3 separate regions of the Mus musculus genome follow, and all the other regions are linked to region 1. A link is a contact called in public HiChIP or PLAC-seq and promoter capture Hi-C data. All regions are on one chromosome and are shown on one strand. The core of a region is the stretch at or near the end of the contact, and the rest is flanking DNA. Distances in the headings are between cores, read along the strand shown.

Region 1 (2,835 bases), core at 175-2,674:
GTCCGCATCTTGTCATAGAGGAATGGAGGAGGCGAGAGTTGGGTGTGAGTCCCAAAATGAACTGGCTTCATTCTCAGGAACAGCTAAGGATTATTATGTGGGCTGGAGAGCCAAGAGACGAGGTCTGCAGCTTGCTAGGACTGGGAAGTTTATTTTTTGGAAGATTCTACTGTCTGTTAACCACTAGAGAGAAAACTGCTGCCTCCCGTGTCATCCTGCCTCCTGATTTTACTCAGACGGCGCGACAATATATGAATAAATAATCGTTACCATGTAGGGTGTGGAATACCTCTTTAAAAACCATCAGTGTAGCTTTTGTAGAAAAGTCAGAGGAACCCAGAGTATTCTTAAACTAGAGTGTCTGGAGAGCCAAGCAGGTGACAGAGTACATGGAGCAAGCTGAGGGAAAGCGAGTCTCTGGAGTATGTGCTATGAACAAAGGCAGTGGGATAATATTTAAAGTCGTTTTGCTGCACTTTCAGCAGTGTGAATTTTGGTAACCTCTTGATGAACAGAGGCCAAGTGGGCCAGAGGTAGGGCAACTGTGACTTGCCCAACATTATCCAGAGCCACAGCTGTCCTCATATTTAGGCTTCTTCCCTCATTTTAAGGGCAGCTGGGCCATCACAGGGCATGTGACTGGGCAGCTCTCTACTTAGGTGAGTCTCCTCCTTTCAGGAGTACCTGTGTACGGGGTTGAGAGGTTGGGCTAGACCACTTGAGTGCTGCCTTCTCTCCCTGACTCTGGTCTCTGTCACATCATCTTGCAGCTGGCATAAGAAGAGAAGCCAACTTTCCAGCTCTTTCTGTATCTTCTACCAGCTCGGACAGAGACCAGGCTCACAATGCCTTCCCACTCGAGGGATAAGCCAGAGAGTCAGGATGGCCCTGGTGTCTGTCTGCTCTTCACAAGACCCTCCACTGTGACATGAACACAGGGCAGAGCATGTCACAGCAACAATGGCAAATACTGATGCTTCTCATCATGCGTGTACCACACCCTAAGCTGTAGGTACTCCATTTTACAGATAAATAAAGGGACAGTGGGGGCAGAAGGAGAAACAACGTCTCCCTTGGCACTGTTATCTAGTAAGTGGTAGCTCTGGAAGCCATCCTATTTGTCTGCCTCTGGAGCCCAGATCACGATGTCTCCTTCCCGGGTGGGAAGCCCAGTGGAAGAAGCTAAATCCGAGGCTAGCTTGGGATCTGAAGGCTCCTGTGATTCCGCAAGACAGGGAAAGTCCAATCTCAACGTCACCACCACCTCCAATCTCAGCTGACTGGCATCCTCTCTCCTTCCAGTCTGTGGACTGGAACTCGGGCCTCACGTGCCATCTAGGGTCAAAACTCTTCTGAGGACACACTGGGCCCAACGCATAGGCTGATCTGTTCAGCCTGTCGCCTGCAAATCAGGACGCTCAGCGTGTGCAGCCCTCCCGGAAGGAAGGTGAGCCTTCCTAAGCCTCTACTGACAGCAAAGCTGCAGAGGCCCTGCTGCGTGAGACCCAGAAGCTTCCACGCCACTTGTGAGCCCCACTCAAGACTTGGAGGCGGCCGGGGTGGGGGTGGGGTGAGGAAATGCAGAAAAGTGGGCGGAGGCTCTCAAGAGCAGAGGGAGGGTAAGGTCTGGAGAGAAGAGGGCCAGGGAGGAGTTAGAAAGAGGAGTGGGAGAGTAGAAAGGAAGGGAAAATAGGCGGAGCTGGGGGGGGGGGGGGGAGAGACCCGCGCCCGGAAAGCCGAAAAGGAGAGGCCAGGTAGGGGGAGGTCAAAAAGTGTTAGTTTTGACTTCCAGGACCCTGGGTGCAAAGAACGACTCCTCCTCTCAATACTCAAACCCTTAAAGACTGGAATTAGCTGCTAAGACTTTCTGCCTAAGGGCAGGTGGGTCGGAACCAGACCCTGAAGGCTCTGTACCTTCCCCCTCCCTTCCCGGAGGAGGGGATGAGACGGGCTGGGGGCGGGATTGAGGAAGGGGGTTGCTTGCGCTGTGCCTCTGGGTCCCGGCTGCGTGTTCCAGCTGCGAGAACAGATGGAGGCAGCGCGGCTCACCTCGGGGGCTCCGTGCCCGCTGTGCGCCGAAGTCCAGGCTGAGGAGGAGGTCTAGAGCCCCCGGCTCTCCCGTCTCCCACCAGGCTGCGGGGAACCGGCTGCCGCACCCCTCCTCCCAATTGGGGGAACCTCACCCCTATAGGTCCCAGAACTGGGGGAAACATAGGGCCGGTTCCTTCCACTGCTCACCCATCCCCAGGGGCTTGTCTAGGACTACAGCTCGCCAAGATCCCCTTCCCCTTGCTCCCAACCTGGAAACATCTCGGAAGCGGACCCCTGCCCGGACGCGCCCCGCCCCCGGCCCCCGGCCCCCGCCCCGACGACGTCCTATTAGCATGAGCGACGCCAGTGGCCCGGGCACCACTCGGGGGCCGAGACTCACCGCGTCATAGCCCCAAGTGGAGGGAGAAAAAAAAAAAAAAAGAGAGGCGGCGGTGGAGGAAGAGGCAAGAGCGGACGCGCGGGGAGGGCTGGAGAGACGGCGGGCGGCGGCAGCATGCCCCTGGGCGGGTGCACACGGCCTCTCTGCGCGGCAGGGGCTGCTCCTGCTCTCTCTGGGCACCGCGCGTCCAGTCTCCCGCCTCAGCCCCTCGGCTTGCCGGCCTCCGCGGTTGCATCCGAAACAGCGGCAACTGGTCCCTGGAGCATCTAAGAGCAGCGGCGCCGCGCGGGACAATCCTTGATTTTTTTTTTTTTTTCTCCTGAGCTCGGGGATATGAACCCCACAGCCACCTGAAGCACAGGGGGCGCTACGCGGCTAGGACCGCGCCCCCGAAGTACCGTACC
Region 2 (2,835 bases), core at 191-2,690, 230 kb after region 1:
CCTTTCTGTCTGTTTATCTACAAAATAAGAGTAATTCCTACAGAATTACAGGACTTTCAACAAATAGCAGGCATGGTTATGATGACAGATTATGTAGTTCCCTGCCTTGTTTAACATTTCACATAACTGCCACTAGTTAAACTTTAGGAATTCGTTCTCATCTCTGTGTGATGTTTCCTCCCACTTGTTTAATGGGCCTTTCTTCCATGATTCTGTAGCTGAACACACACACCTATAAGAGCAGTTACTACAGTTTATAGTAATTTTATTATTTTCCCCCCTTGCCTCAAATGTACAAACACTGACCATATAAGGACTGTGCTGTAAGCATCTCAAACCCTCCGTACCAAGCACAGTATATAATATTCATCATTGGCTGAGGAAGAGTTGACAGACAATGGAAAAGCTAGGGATGCAGCTAACTGATTGAGTCCTTGCTTAGCATGTACAAGGCCACAGATGTGTTCCCCAGCACCAGTATACACAGTAAAACAAGTTAGTGGAGCTTGGGAGTTAGTAGAACCCAGTGAGTAAAGTACACCCATACTCATGAGGCCCTGAGGTGGACACCCAGAAAACATATTTAAAAAACAAAGGGCATCAAAAGCAGTGCAGAAGAGGCAGAAAAACAGGTGAAGTGACAGAGCCCTGGAGCTTGCTAGCCAGCTAGAGAAAACTAGATAGCAAGTCCCAGGCCCCTGTGAGAAATCCTGTCCCAACACAACAGAACCAAACAACAAAGCCTAACAGCTAAGGTGGATTGCTCCTGAGGAATGGCACCTGAATGTGACCTTTGGCCCCATGTATACACATGCACATACAGGTGTACACACACACAGACCCCCAACCAAACAGAAGCCCACATACAGTTGGTGGTCATGAAAGCATAATTTGCCCCAAAAGAGCCCTGCAAAACAGAAAAATACAAGAACATTCAAGAGGAAGTAAAGGCCAAAGGTAAATGAGTCGTTTTATACTAAACAACTGAGTGGCAGACATTAAGATTGAATGTCAAGGGTTTTCTCCCAGATCACAATGAAGAGTAGTTTAGAGAATGAAGTGCTAACTTAGAAACTCAAAAACTAGCTATAGAGCCAGATGTACATATATTCTCTAATACAGGAGACCCCTAAACTCTTCCTTTCCTTATGGAAACGGTCCTATGGCTCTGCTTAATTCCCAGTTATGAAGGTTCTAATAGAATAGTGTTTGAGGGATACTATAGCTCCATGCATAAATTTAAAGTATATTAGGTAATGAGCCAGTAATGCACAACTATTTTGAAACCTCTTTCTCTTAAAAACCAAAACAACACCCCCACATCAGTAAACATCTGAGTCCTACTGACTGAGCCAGCAGGACCACCTGTGTCCACACTCCCGCTTAAGCACTAAGCTACTCTGACTCAGCCCCTCTCCACTCTTCACAGGAATGCTAGCTACATGATGTAACTGTGTCCTGCTGCTCAATCCCTTCGGTTTCTGCCCAAGCACATCCTGATGTGTCCCTGCTCTGCTTGAAAGCTTTCAATGGTTTGCATCACCTTTTCAATACAGTAGAAACTCCATAGTTTAAGATATTTATGTACCTATATAATATTATATATTAATATTAGATAATTCAGCTTTAGATATCTACCTAAATATTAAAGTATTTAGTCTATCTTGACCTTGATGCTTACCTGGTCTTATTTAGCGTATCATAAAAGCTGATATCCACACAGACACATATCCACCCTCCTGCGCATTTTACATACTGCAACTCAACTATTCAGTCTTCCCGGCACCAACTTATAGTTCCATGACTCTAATGTCTTTCTTTAGTTCCTAAACAATTTTCTTGCTATCTTGTTCAAAAAATAATTGTTTCAAAGTCCATCTATTTTTCCTTTCCAGTTCTCTCCTGCAATTTTTCTGTGTATGTTTTCTTTTTAAAATAGCCTTAAATTTTTCTGCTGTGTGCTGTTATTTATGGACACGCTTTCTAACGCTTACTGGAAGTTCCTTTAAGACAAGATTAATGGCTGGTTCCCCATGTCTAGAACAGTGATGTTCATGTGCAACAGTGTTAATAAAAATACTTTAACAGCCATCTATCTCACTCAGCCTATTTTACAAAGCTCGCCCTCCTTTCTACTGCTGTCCAGAGTTTCTACAGCTTAGGCCAATTACTACAGCAGGCTCTTAGAAGGTGGCTGAACTGTTTAGGGGCTCAGTCTTCTATAATTTATCTTAAGCCTACTGGAAATTTCACTAGCATTTTACAAGTCTCTTCAGGAGACAAGTTGCTATTTCAAAAATTAAAAGTAAGTCAAAATTACTAAGATGTTCAATGTTAACTTATTCTTTAGACATGTTTCAGAGCACAGAAAAATTAAACATTAGAAGAAAAAGGAAAATTCTATCACTAAATTTTGTAAGAGTAAAAAATCAGCTAGAGCAGGTGAATGTCTCTACCACTTATCTGTGTACAGCTCAGGATGACAGTTGGAAGAGAGGAATGTGACAGCTTACAAGAAAACAAACTTACTCATCCTCCTTAATCTCTGAAGGCTCATCAAAGCCTGACAGCCAGGCACAGGGTGATCTCTCATGTGTATCACCCATCACAATTATGGCTTCAATAACAACGTTCTCTACATTTTAATACAGTACACTGGTTTTCAGGAAATATCCAGTCTATTATTGTCATATTTAAGAAGGTAAGCTTCACAAATTAGCAGCTAACTAATCTGTAGCTCTGAATATGACTGAGACAAAGCACAGGTGTCTACAGAGCCACCCCAGCTCTGTGCTTCCCCCTTTTCGTTGGTTAATGAGCTGTACATGGTTTCCC
Region 3 (2,835 bases), core at 171-2,670, 200 kb after region 1:
GAAGTCTCAAACACTAATCATAAAAACAAGCAGGTGCTAAGGGGGTTTAGAGATAGACTCCTTTCCAGCATGTATAAGGCCCCATGTTTAGACCCCAGCTAAGAAAAATAACACGAAATAAGTAAAACACAACTCAATTTACAAAAATGGGCAGAAATCATGAATGTATACCTCATATGGAAAGTACGAAGTTGGCAAACATCTTATGAAATAATGCTTAACATTATCAGTCATTAGCAATCACATTAAAACCAGAGTGAGATACCATAATAAATCTCAATGTATGGCTGAAACAGAAATGGCCACAAGAGAAGCCATGTGTTAATTCTTGTTGGAAAGCAGAGGCAGGTGAATTTTTGTGAGTTGCCGGCCAGCCAGAGTTACAAGATGAGACCTTGTCTCAAACCACAACAAAAACCCAAACAAACACAAGCAACCAAGCAAACAATGAAAAGGTTACACCAAGGGCTGATAAGGAAATAGGATAAGCAGAAATCTCGCACTACTGGTGAAACACATGGCACAATAATTTTGAAAAGTCTGGTATTTCTTATAAATTAAACATGAACAGTTTGAGCTGGAAATGTCACATGTAGGTTTTTACCGATAGAAAACAAAGATGTATACCAATAAGAATTGTACAGTAGGGGCAACAGTGATCAAGAGCATTGCCTGTTTTTCCAGAGGACTCAAAGTCAATTCCTAACCCTCACACAGCACCTCAAAACCCCAGTTCTAGGGGATCCGATGCCCTCTCCTGGCCACTGCAAGCTCAGGCATACAAGTGGCATACAGGCATAGATGTAGGCAAAGTACCCAAACACATGAAATAAAAATAACGTAAAGAATTGCTCAGAGGAATGTTCATAGCAGGCTTACTCACAAGAGCTACGCATCAGTCACAGGGAAACCAAAGAAACAGAAGCAATCAGATTCACTGCAAGGACTTGGCTCACACAACTCTGGGGCTAAATAAACAGCTTTAGCAAGCTGGCAGTGCCACTGTCCAGAAGAGGATTTCTTCTGGGAAGCTTCTCTCTTAACTGACTGAACTAGACCCTCACAGAACGAGGCAAATAACGTCCCTTCTTAAGTCTTAACTAAACTACTGTGGACTTTTAATCACATCTACAAATTATCTTTATAGGAACATATGAATTCAGTGTTTGATTACACAGAGGCTGTGGCTGAGCTGACACAAGCCCATAATAAACTTAAAATTAAGCCTGGCATAGTGTCTCATGAAGAAGCTGGGGATCACCACAAATTTGAGGCTACTTAGCCCACAGTGAGACTCTTTCTGAAAACAAATAGACACTCGAAGGTAAACAGTCCAAAAGTAAATGACCAGGACAATACAAACCCAGTGGGGCTTCCACAGAGCAGCAGATGCTACTCAGGATAAAGCCCAGAGCCAGGGAGCTCACACAGAGGGGTGTGGATCCTAGTTAGCACAAAGCACAAAGCCGCTACACACCCCAAACCCTCAGTAGGTGGACTCACTGATCTTTAGGAAATACATGATAAAATATTTAGGAGTAAAGGGGACTAATGTCTTTAATATACTCTTAAATATCGAGGAAAAGAAAATGGAGAGGAAAAGAGGTACGCTGGTAAATTTTTACAGATATGAAGCTGGGTGTGGTGACACACACCTGCAATGCTAACTCAGGAAGTTGAAACATAAGGATCCTGAATTCAAGGACAGCCTGAGTTACAAAGTAAGACCCTAAAATTCAATATGTTTTTCTTGTGATAACTCAGTAAGTTTGGAGTTTCTTCAAAATACATTATATGCATGCAAAAAGGCATATGAATGTAACATTATGAAAATTACTCTATTTTTAGTATATGATTTATAATTTCCCATAATAAAGGTTAAGTACTGCAGTTTCTAATGTATTGTTTAGCATACCACCTGTCAAAATAATTTTAAAGTAATTTATATCTTAGTTCCCATAAATTTACTTTGAATTTTTTTATGCTACAAACCAAGAAAACAAGTCTAATGTCCTTGACATTTCTTGTTCAGACCTGTAAGTATAGCTGGATGCTCTTGTATGTTCACATGCACAGAGCACACACAAAGCAAATGAAACAGAAAGCACCACACTAACTGAAGTTAAAATAGTAAGTTCAGAAGTACTCTACAGGGACACACAATGGACTCTTTAGACGCTCACACTCACAGCCAGGCAGCGGCTCTGAAGGCAGAGGCAAAGACACTGCTGGGAGTTTGCGAGCAGCCTTGATGACACATAAGACAATGTCTCAGAAAAGAAAGCCACATCTTCACAGATAGCACAGTGTGGTAAAAAGCACCAACTGACATTAGGAAACATGGGACCCACAGGTGAATCCTTACTGGTCATGTGACCCTGGCTAACCATCATCTGAAACTCAGGGTTATTAATAGTGCTCACTTTTTTTTTAATCCCATGAATCACTTAGAAAACTAAGTAAGACAAATGAAAACTCCTTCCAAACCATGTCAATGACCTTAACTTTGCAAAGCAGTAGAGCAAACAAATCGTCTACAGGAATGCCCCTGATGATGCTTTCTGTCTAGAAGTAGACAAGTCTCCCCTTTCCTGTTCATAACAGCAAAAGGCTGCCTACTATAACCTTGCAATTATGCAAACATATGTTTTGTCTTTTAAAAGCAAAATAGCTGAAAACTATAAAATAACAATTGTTAAGTTTCCACCTAAAATGAAACAGACTATTAGGCCAAATATCCTTCACTTAAGGAAAAATCCCGTCAAGAGTTCATGGCAGCTCTCTCCCCGCCGCATCTGGGTTCTAGGAAGATGGCGAAGGTCACTGAGCGTTACG

What was found. Promoter capture Hi-C pulls out the DNA fragments that hold promoters and counts their contacts. HiChIP or PLAC-seq counts read pairs in DNA pulled down with a chosen protein or histone mark.
Region 2: a contact with region 1 is called in a promoter capture Hi-C map of epiblast stem cells, with 10 times the contacts expected there. The contact joins the enhancer-like site here to the promoter of Chat in region 1. A contact is called at or near these places in 28 of 39 promoter capture datasets (the 3T3-L1 cell line, the C10 cell line, the HPC-7 cell line and 15 more), 5 of 15 datasets of contacts at CTCF or cohesin (embryonic stem cells, large pre-B cells, pro-B cells and 1 more), 161 of 484 Hi-C or Micro-C datasets (the 3T3-L1 cell line, 3T3-L1-derived adipocytes, the 63-12 cell line and 88 more), 22 of 115 datasets of contacts at active chromatin or transcription factors (VIP interneurons, astrocytes, a beta-TC-6 cell line and 15 more) and 4 of 9 other capture datasets (adipose tissue, embryonic stem cells, liver and 1 more).
Region 3: a contact with region 1 is called in an H3K4me3 HiChIP or PLAC-seq map of embryonic stem cells, with 57 read pairs. The contact joins the enhancer-like site here to the promoter of Chat in region 1. A contact is called at or near these places in 23 of 39 promoter capture datasets (the 3T3-L1 cell line, 3T3-L1-derived adipocytes, the C10 cell line and 15 more), 3 of 15 datasets of contacts at CTCF or cohesin (large pre-B cells, pro-B cells and stem cell-derived epiblast-like cells), 9 of 484 Hi-C or Micro-C datasets (the N1E-115 cell line, bone marrow-derived dendritic cells, bone marrow-derived macrophages and 5 more), 19 of 115 datasets of contacts at active chromatin or transcription factors (T-cell acute lymphoblastic leukemia, astrocytes, a beta-TC-6 cell line and 10 more) and 5 of 9 other capture datasets (adipose tissue, embryonic stem cells, liver and 2 more).

The regions. Positions count from the first base shown.
Region 1 is chr14:32,464,498-32,467,332 of GRCm38.p6, reverse strand. Chat (choline acetyltransferase) reads left to right here and starts at 1,424. Exons shown (of 16, transcript NM_009891.2): 1 at 1,424-1,526. Slc18a3 (solute carrier family 18 (vesicular monoamine), member 3) reads left to right here and starts at 2,483. Exons shown (of 1, transcript NM_021712.3): 1 at 2,483-2,835.
Region 2 is chr14:32,232,551-32,235,385 of GRCm38.p6, reverse strand. All of the region lies in intron 7 of Parg (poly (ADP-ribose) glycohydrolase), which reads right to left. Among named protein-coding and RNA genes, the nearest start is that of Parg, 32 kb to the right of the region's middle. Within about 2 kb of position 1,440, at least 6 of the 459 cell types and tissues checked have an H3K27ac peak or open chromatin away from gene starts, as enhancers often do. A contact at or near this core is called in epiblast stem cells, where this site is marked.
Region 3 is chr14:32,267,711-32,270,545 of GRCm38.p6, reverse strand. The region is part of intron 13 of Parg (poly (ADP-ribose) glycohydrolase); the gene reads right to left. It also overlaps the pseudogene Gm7707. Among named protein-coding and RNA genes, the nearest start is that of Ogdhl, 53 kb to the left of the region's middle. Within about 2 kb of position 1,420, at least 6 of the 459 cell types and tissues checked have an H3K27ac peak or open chromatin away from gene starts, as enhancers often do. A contact at or near this core is called in embryonic stem cells and neurons, where this site is marked.